Linked DNA regions of Mus musculus: region 2 is linked to region 1. Evidence: chromatin contacts called from public HiChIP or PLAC-seq data. All regions are on one chromosome and are shown on one strand. Each heading gives the region's core, a stretch centred on a gene start, on an enhancer-like site or on the middle of the called end of the contact. The rest is flanking DNA. Distances are from core to core; before and after follow the strand shown.

Region 1 (4,713 bases), core at 1,297-3,796:
CACACGTGAAATGTAGGGCATGGTGGGACTGGCTGGTGAGCCCTGTTGTGTGGGGCGGTGTAGGGAGGTGGAGAGAGGTGGATTCCCAAGGCTTGCTGGCTAGGCAGCCTTGCTGAACCAGCAAGCCCAGAACTCTGAGCGACCATATTTCAAAAAGCAGACACATACTGAAGTAGTAGCAGAGATACCATTGTCACAAAGGTGGCTTTCCCAGGATAAGGTACTCCGGGTTTGCTGGCCTCTACAGTCTCCCCAAATTCAGGAAACTCAGCCAGATTATTGGAGTAGTGGTGTGTGTGTGTGTGTGTGTGTGTGTGTGTGTGTGTGTGTGTTTATGTGTCCGTGTCTGTGTATAGGTGTTTATTAAAGGAGACTGTGAATACAAACACACACACACACACACACACACACACACACACACAGATCAAAACAAGACTACAATCCAAATTAATCTGCAGCGCAGACGTCATGACCCATTGCACCTCTTGTGGTTTGAGATTTTATTCTGCTTGCAGAATAACATGACAGCTTGTCACGGATTTGTGGATGCTGGTGGAAGACTAGATGACTTCTAGACCAAAGACAAAAGCATAGCAAGTAACATGAGATTCATGTTAGCATTCATTTCTCTTTGCTCTCCAAGTCTCAAGGGACGTGATAAAAACGCTCCATTACAGCTGCAGATCCCCAGTCTTCCACAATGGTCTACAAGCAAGCTTCACTCATTTTTTTTCTCTAAAGGAAGACATTGTCTCTATTGTACTCTTCAAAACAAACAAATGGATAGGCAGACAAATAAGCAAACCCTTTCTCAGAAGGAGGATACTAACTCCAACTTCTAGATTGTTCTGCATGCAAAATGGATGCTATTGCTGATCCATTAAGCTGTATGATGCACTCTAGCAACCTGAACGGAGACTACATCATTCACATAGAAAGCCTCCCATTCCTTTCCAGCTGTGATGACTTTGGCCTTGGCCTTGGCCTTTGCAGTGAGATAGAACACTATCCACAGTCAGACTAACTGGTCTCCTATCTCAGGTAGACTTGCTAGCTGGGTCATTGAGGAAGTTAGATAGCCTCTTTGAACTTCAGTTTCATCAACTACAAAATGTGAAAGATCCCTACCTAGCATAGAAACACTTTTAGGTTATTGTCAGGAGTATTTGAGATAAAACACAGGAAGCAGCAAGTCCTCAGAAAACACAGTTAGCAAAGATCGCACTTGCCACCCAGTATCATTAATGTTTTCTCATGCCTATTCCTCCTTGATTGTATACAACCCTAACACCCACCAGCTTCTTTTAGTTAAAATTCCAATGGTTGCTGCTACACTTCCACTGCAGCCTGGGTGCCAGCTTAACGCTGATATGCTTTCCCATTCCCGAAGTGGACCAGCAATGACACACATGCCAAATCCATCTACAGTTTACTGGGGGGGAGTTGTTTTGTGTTGTTGAGCTAGGCCCCAATCTGACCCTGAACTCCTTATGTAGCTGATCTTGAACTTCCGATCCTCCTGCCTTCTACCTCCCTTGTGCTGGGATGACAGGCATATATCACTATATCAGTTTATGTAGTACTGGGAATTGAACCCAAGACTCACGCATGCTAGTCCAGCACCCTATCTATTGAGCTACGTTCTCAGTGCTGTAATCTATTCGCAAAGCACAATCACATCTTATTATGTATACATCTTCTCTGGTTACTTTAATGCTATAAATCAAGAGCTGAGTCGCAAAACCTAGACAATGTACCATTTTTCCTAAAAGAAAAATACTTTGTGGGTGTGGTAGTGTGGTTCCATTGGCAGAGTGCTTGCCTAGCATGCTCAAATGTAACATCAGTACTGTGTAAACCAGATGTGGTGGGGTATCCCTGCAATCCCAGCCCTGGACAGGTAGATACAGGAGACCAGAAGTTTACGTTTATCCTTGGCTATAGAGTGAGTTTGAAGCCAGCTTGGACTATATGAGACCAGGCCTCAAGAAGAGAAAGAAGATTTAAAACAAGAAACAAGTTTTTCAACCTCTGCTCTATTCTATTCTGTATTGTAGCCACACCCGGCTGCCGGTTGGATGGGTTACCGCTCACTCAGGAGACTCCTGCCATCTCTTCTCATTAGTTAATCCCCAAAATATTAATTAGTAAGGCATTAATTTAACCTTCTATGGATATCACTTGGCACTATTCTTATCTGAACTGGATAATTTAGATAGCACGTCAATATCTCAGTCCATTTGATGAACTAAATATTAGTATTAGACTAAAAATAAGACACCTTCTTCTATTTTAAGGGAAATGTTCCCATAATGACAGATTTTTTTTTTACCCCTGGAGAGTACACTAAAAATAAATTAGCCTTTCAAATAGACGTGAACGCAGCTAGAACTATCACTTTCACTTTTCTTCAAAGTCTCCTTGACACGTTAATAACCCCCGAGTGGGGACAGACAAGCGATGACTGATGTGATGCTGGGTTTGAATGATTTATTATCATTCCTTTAGTCCTGAGTGTCACAACTGAGCCGTGAGATGTGTCTTAGTCATTGTTGTAGCCGAGTACGTACTGTCCGCGGTCAGGCACTGGGTGATGACGGCGGATACCCACAGAGAACTTGCAACTTCATGAAATGCTCTTTTAGAACAGAGAGTCAGATGTGACTTGATAAGCCAGGCTCTAGCCAAATAATAGAGATTCGAGAAATAGAGATTTTAGAAATTCTGAAGAGAAGTGGTTTTGATCCCTTCTGTGTGTGTTTCCATCTTAGTCTGAATGTATACAAATATTCATATGTGAGTTCCTTCTCAGAGAGTCTTTGTTTATCTTGCTGGGTAGGATAGGGCTTTGCGTCTTGGAATCTTAGGTATTACTGTGTCAGGTAGTAAAGTAAGAAGCTGCACATGGCTGTCTCTTCTTCATTGTTGCTGTTGCTATGACCTAACTGAGGCAGACCAACTTTATTTATAAAATACGGGAGGAACTTGCTATGGTGAAGCACTGCATCAGTGCTGTAAAAATAGGTTGATTGATTAATTAATTAGTTAACTAATAAGATTTGGTTTGGGGAGATGCCTTAGAGGGTCAGAAAACTGTGAACAGCAAGAGTCCTTGAGTTCGGTTTCCCATAATCCCCATTGGAAACTGGGCATTGTTCCATGTGCTTGTGACCTTAGTGATATAGTGGGAGAGGATGGTGACAGGAAGATGACCGGGGCTTGCTGGCTCCAAACCCAGCTTCAGACTCATTAAGAGGCCTTGTCCCAAGGGAAGAAGACAGGAAGTAACAAAGCATGATGCCTAATGTTCCTCTGGTCTCTATGTGCACACAAAGGCAGGCATATGCACACACACACACACACACACACACGTATGTACATCACACAAATATAAGCTACTCACACACATATACCACCTCCATCACCATCACCACCACCCCTTGCATATAAGCCTCATGCACGTATGCACATACACACAAAGTAAATAAATATAAAAATAAAATAAATTTTAAAGGGCTCATTTAGTTCACAGTCCTGAAGGTTAGAGGAAAGGTTAGGCCTCTGTTTCTCTCAAGGGTGTAGAGGGGACAGCTTTACAGCACAAGGACTTTACAGGAAGAAGAAATAAGATCACATCTCCAAACTTTCAGGAAGGATTCTAGCTGGCTGGCTGGCTCCTGCTACAGAACTCTTGACAGCTCAAGGATCTCAGGAGATGTTCTTAATCTCTTTAAAGGCAAGGATCCCACCCACCTAAGGACTTCCCAGTGGCGCTTCATCATTTGAAGGTTCCACCATCTTCCAATTGGACCAAACTTCTATCCCACTCTCAAACTGCAGAACTTGGGAAAGTTGGCTTGGTTGTTGTGTTTTTGTTTTTGTTTTTAACAATATTTTGCACTCTACCTGCCAAAGATCTTGATTTGATTAACCTGAGTTGAGGTCTTAGCTCAGGGTTTTGTTGGGAGTGGGTATTCATTTGTTTGAGACACTGTCTCCCTCTACAACCCAGGTCAACCTTGAATTCTCATTCCTCCTGCCTTGGTTTCTCAAGTGCTAAGATTACAGCATGCACTGTCATTCCTGGTTTTTTGATCTAGTTATGTCAAAGTTCCGTGGATGACGTCATGCCTGGTTCCATAATACTGTTCAAAGTCACATTTGGTCTCAGGAGGTCATAGACACTGGGGGGGGGGGGTGGGATCCTATTACTGTTCTTGTGTTAAGTGGACATGTTGTCAAACTACTTCCTAAATATTTATGGTTATGTCCATAGATTAGTACTGTTCTCAGTCTTGGTCACCGATGCTTCTATCTGCAGTGGACACTTGTTATAGAGACTTATAACTGAGTCCCTGTATCAATCCCACCAGCCCCAAGGCTCAGGGAACATCACACAAGAGCTGGTAGACTTGAACAGAGGAATGCTGGGAAATGCTGTCTTCTAGTCACTGAACTCATGACCTCACTGGAAGTATGGTTACCGCACAAGATCTACACAAGATCAAGCCACTGAGATCAGTTAGTGTTCCAGCAGTCAACACTCAATGAGTGGGTTCAAAAAGAGGAGAGAGGACATCATAGTGGGAAAGGGGTGTGTCAAGGGACATAATGAGGATAGTAGGGACTGAAAGAGAGAGTTGAGTGAATATGATCAAGATACATCTTATGCAGGATGTATCCAAGAATAAATAAAAGATGTTCTAATAATGT
Region 2 (4,713 bases), core at 1,398-3,897, 150 kb before region 1:
CAAATCAGAATCCCGGAATGACAGGCGTCATCCTTTGGTCTAAGCTCCTCATTTTCTAACAGTATCAGCTCACTAGCTTCCCAGGAAGCTAAAATCATGTTGTTGTTCTTAAAACAACGATACATCTCAGATCTAGCAAGTTCCCCAAAGAATAGTCAACCCTCACAGACAAGAGACAACAAAACCAAGTAAGTATGAACGATTGTAGCCACCCCTACCTTCTGTCAGGCCAGAAACCCCCAGTGTTCTCCACAAAGGATGAGCTAGCAACTATCAATAGTATATATGTGAGGTAATTTTTTTTTCATCTAAAAGATGTATTCATGACCAGAACAATGTAATTCATCTAAATAGCATATGAGTTCTGTATTGGGTGGCCATCTGTCAGAAACTGTAGCAGGGTTAGAACAGTGGATTGAAAGGTTGGATTCATTGACCTCTGATAACATTCTTCATCTCCTACGATCATTTGATTCTGGACACCTCAGCTAGCCAGCACATTTCCATAAGTATCCTGGAGTATCCCTGTGGGAGTTCTCCTGCTGTGGGCTTAGACTCTGCTCTACTGTTTCAGACACTACACTCTATCCAAATTGCATGCAGTGAAATACTCTAAGCACAGGGGAATGTGTGTGTGTGTGTGTGTGTGTGTGTGTGTGTGTGTGTGTGTGTGTGAAAAATGCAATTCTGCTATTTCCAAAGACAGACTACACTGCTTACTTTCAAAATTGTCCTGCCTAAATGAGCATTCCATAACTGAGCCTCCACAGTCAGCTTTTACAGTTTGTTCCTGTATTACGCTACTATCAGGATTAATTATGCAGTGTCTTCATGAGGAGAAATCAGATTTGGATGCAAGTTGGAACAGAAAAGAAAAAGGTTTACTTCCCAAAGGAAGATTACTGTATCCGATTGCCCCACCCCACCCCACCCCCAAATTGCTGGAGTCCTTCCATATACAGACAGATTTGGATGGCAGTCCCCAGCTGGGCTAGCCATGGGAAGGAGGAAATTGACATGTTTGAGAAATGAAGACTATGCCAAAGAACAAGATGGGGAAGGCCAGTATTAACCCCCTCCTTTCTCGGTAGTTCCATGGCAGGCTGTAATTCAATTTACATCTGTTCACTTGCTTCTAAATATTTTCAAATGGACTGACCTCGTACTTCCTTTTGGGAACAGTGAGTCCAAGGAAAAGAAGTTTATTTATTTGTTTTTCTCTCAGGGGACAAAAAATTCTACTAAGGTTTGATCTTTAGAAGTTAAAGGAATCACCACAAGAGAGGATTACAAAGAAAATATTCAAACTACCTGATTCCATACATAAGATAGGTGTTGCATAGATTCCAGAAGAGCAAAATGATGCTGTACCAACGCAAAGCCCAATAACAAAACAATAAAGACAACCTACAAAGTGTCACAACCATAAGAGCGTGGCAGGTAGAATCTCTGAGCGCAAGTCTACTTTCAAGGACTTGGCCCTTGGCTCTCCTCAGCTGCTTCCTAGACCCTGAGGAGGGTGGTCATCTGGAAGGTTGAATAATGAGTAAAGCCGGTGTCTTAGATCCCTTTAGCTGCCTTTACTAGTGAATTAGGGAATACGAAGTCCAATTCAAACAGATCCTGAACTTGGAGTGTTTGGAGGACAGACCTTCGCTCCCCATTCCAGGCTGGAATGCCACCTCGATTTAATGGTATACCAGCGAGCTCAATCCATGAGAAAGCCCTCTTTCCTTGTTCTGAGGTTTACACCTTGTCTCTTCCAAAGGGCACGTCTCAAAGGAAAATGCAAGTTGAGGAAAGGAACCCAGTTGAGAAAGATCAGTCTTTGTGGCTGTCACCCTCCCTGGGAACACTGTCAAGAAAATCCATATCTACACCCCGAGTCAGCCAGGCACAGACAGAGAAGGACCAGAGGAGAGAGTCTTAGGGAAGATAAAGAGACAGTGTGAGGGGTAAAACGGAGTCCAGGAAAATGGTAAAAGAAGGGTAGGATGAAGGAGCAAGGAAAGGGAGAAAGAAGAGTAGCTGGGGAAGGAAAGCAGGGAAGCAATCTGGAAGGGTGAAAAATGCGCGGGGCAACGGAGCGCAGCGACTGGAGAGGCGACCGCGGGGACCCGCGCGCCCCTGGGATGCCCGGGCTGAGCTCCGCGCGCGGACGTAGAGACGCGGGGCGCGCCCGCCGCTCACCTTTCAGGATGAGGGTGTCGATGTCCCGGTCGATGCCCAGAAAGTAGCACTTCCTCCAGAGGCCCGAGTAGGTGGCGAACAGTGGCCGGCCACACTCAGCGTCCAACCCGCCAAGCCCCAGAAGCGAGCGCCAGGACTCAGGGTCTGAGCGCCCGGGGCCGCCGGGGAGCAGCCGGCGCCCCAGGGGAGGCGAGTCCCGCAGCGGCAGGTGCGACAGCGGCATCAGGCGGTTCTTCTGATCCGGGGGGTCGGCGCCCGCGCGGCTGCGCTCGCAGCTCTCCTTGTGGCGCCGGGGGTCGGTCTCGTACCAGTGGTCGGTGAAGATGGCCGTGACGAGCAGCCCCAGGGAGCAAAGGCTGAGGCCGAGGCTTAGCGCCGTGACGAGCGCCCGTGGCTCCATGGCTTCCCGGCCAGCAGCCGCCGCCGGTGGGCTCGCCGCCGCCGCCAGACACAATGCACTTGGCCTCGGCGCTCCGCCGAGCGCCCTCCCTCCCTGCCACCTGCCCCGCACTCTCCCTCCCACGGCCGCCCGCCCGCCTCTCTCCCCCGCGGGAGCCTCCTCCCGCCCGGCCCCGCGCCCTCCCGCGCTCTCACTTTCCCGCGGCCCTCCCCCTAAGCCGGCTCCCCGCACTCCACAACCCACCCACCCGCTACCCCGGCCGATCACGCCCCTCGTCCCTCTCCCTGCTTCCAGCTCCCGCGGTCAGCCCCCTCTCTCCAGCCCCCTCTCCCTGCCTTCACCTCTGCTCTCCATCCTCCCTTTGCTCTCTATCCTCCTTTCTCCTCTTAACCCCGTCCCTACTTTCCCTTTACTTTTCTTCAACTCTTCCAGACGCTCTTTCCCCACTCGGGAGGGCCTTTGTGTCCCTGGCTCCTTCTGCCTTTATATACCTGCCTTGGATTCCAACCCTCTCTGCACCTACCCCTGCACACACCACCTCCGATCCTCTGTCCCTCCCACGACCTTACAAGACATCCACCAACATCAGGCTGGATCTTTGTCTCTTGTCCAAGTTGATTTTGATCACTGTCTCTGTTTTGCTCCCAGGAGCAAATCCCATCCTTGAACGCGTGTGGTTTTGACTCTTTAGACTCTTGATCTAGAGCAGCCAGCCTCTTTTCTAGACTTCCGAAGGATCCAATCTCAGAGACCTTGGCAGCTAGCTCAATAGCCCTGCTTCCCTCTCTCGGGCTCCTGGCAGCCTGGAACCCTTCTCTCTGCTCCAGCCCTGCTTCTGCAAGAAGATGCCCAGTGTCCCTGGAGCCACAGAACCACAGTCAGAGATAATAGCCGCCCACTTCATTCCTGCCTGTTCTGAGATGGACTTCTTTTTCTTGGGCTATCTCTACGCCTGAGTGACTGACCGTCTCCTGGATCAATACGGCCTTGCAGTGGCACCTGCTCTGCCAAGTGATTATTGCCTTTGAATAAAGCAAGCCCACCAGTGATAAATCAAAGTAATGATTTTCTCCTGTACTAGTTTTTTTTTTTCCTGGTGGTCATCGAGGGTCAACAACAAACCAGTGCTCTACACCGGTCAACATCTGAGGCTTTCTGCTTTTCCAGGGCTTTTCTGGAGTCACAGATGTTCACTCTAAAAATGGCAGGCAGGATCTTTCTAAAAGAGGAATCCTTGGGACCAAAGTACAGAGTGAATGATGCGCATGTATATTCTGCATGGCAAGGTGCCATACCCTGGTCCCACCTACACCCTTGGGGCCATGTCAGAGGCAGAAAACCATGCTGTACCAGTCCAGGACGGCTATCCTTATGCTCTGACACTATGAAATATTAATGACTGAAGAGATTATGAGGCATTCATTAGATGCTAAATGTCATTACTCCGTGCTTTAATGGGACTTATTAATTAGTGCCCCACGTCCGTTGGTATAGAGGTGGTTGATCTGCCTCCTATGGAATGGCATCTGTAACGGTGACACGAGATGCTGCTGCGATCCATGTTCATTGCTGCTTGGGCTCCACGTCTTCAGGGATTTTTTTTTTCCTGTGGAAGAGCATGTACCTCTTCTTAGCTGTTCACTTCACAGAAAGATCCCTTAAGCAAATCTTGGTCCTATCAGACCCCCATGCCCGTGTCTGCTGACCTGACAATGTGAATTATTGCTTGGATTTTTCCTCACAGCTTCAGCAAGAACTGTGATGAGCTCTGGGTCTAATTAAGGAAGACAAAGAATTACAATTTTAGTGTTCTTCTCACAATCAGCTTTTCCTTCTCAGGAAGCACTAAACCCGGCAGAGGAAGCGTTTTCAGGATTTACACAGAAATGATGGGACTTAGAAGGTTTCATTTATTTATATTCTATAATATGTGTAAGATTATAGATCTTTCCAGATATACAGAGCCCCTTTAACTGTGAGTCGAACTGGCATCTGAAATTAACTTAGAGTGCCCTGTGTCATATACATATACATATATACATATACACATATATACATATACATATACCATATGGCATTTCTCAAGATAGTTATTACAAGCCCCGAGACTGCTTCATGTTTAG

Evidence for each region. HiChIP or PLAC-seq counts read pairs in DNA pulled down with a chosen protein or histone mark.
Region 2: a contact with region 1 is called in an H3K4me3 HiChIP or PLAC-seq map of bone marrow-derived macrophages, with 2.7 times the contacts expected there. The contact joins the promoter of Tmem178 here to the enhancer-like site in region 1. A contact is called at or near these places in 4 of 39 promoter capture datasets (the 3T3-L1 cell line, embryonic stem cells, hippocampal neurons and 1 more), 4 of 484 Hi-C or Micro-C datasets (bone marrow-derived macrophages, cerebellar granule neurons and cerebral cortex), 7 of 115 datasets of contacts at active chromatin or transcription factors (bone marrow-derived macrophages, embryonic forebrain, embryonic stem cells and 4 more) and 2 of 9 other capture datasets (bone marrow-derived macrophages and liver).

The regions. Positions count from the first base shown.
Region 1 is chr17:80,787,689-80,792,401 of GRCm38.p6, reverse strand. No RefSeq gene overlaps it. Among named protein-coding and RNA genes, the nearest start is that of Gm33538, 4.8 kb to the right of the region's middle. Within about 2 kb of position 2,546, at least 19 of the 459 cell types and tissues checked have an H3K27ac peak or open chromatin away from gene starts, as enhancers often do. A contact at or near this core is called in bone marrow-derived macrophages, where this site is marked.
Region 2 is chr17:80,942,566-80,947,278 of GRCm38.p6, reverse strand. Tmem178 (transmembrane protein 178) reads right to left here and starts at 2,647. Exons shown (of 4, transcript NM_026516.2): 1 at 2,191-2,647. The coding sequence starts at 2,590.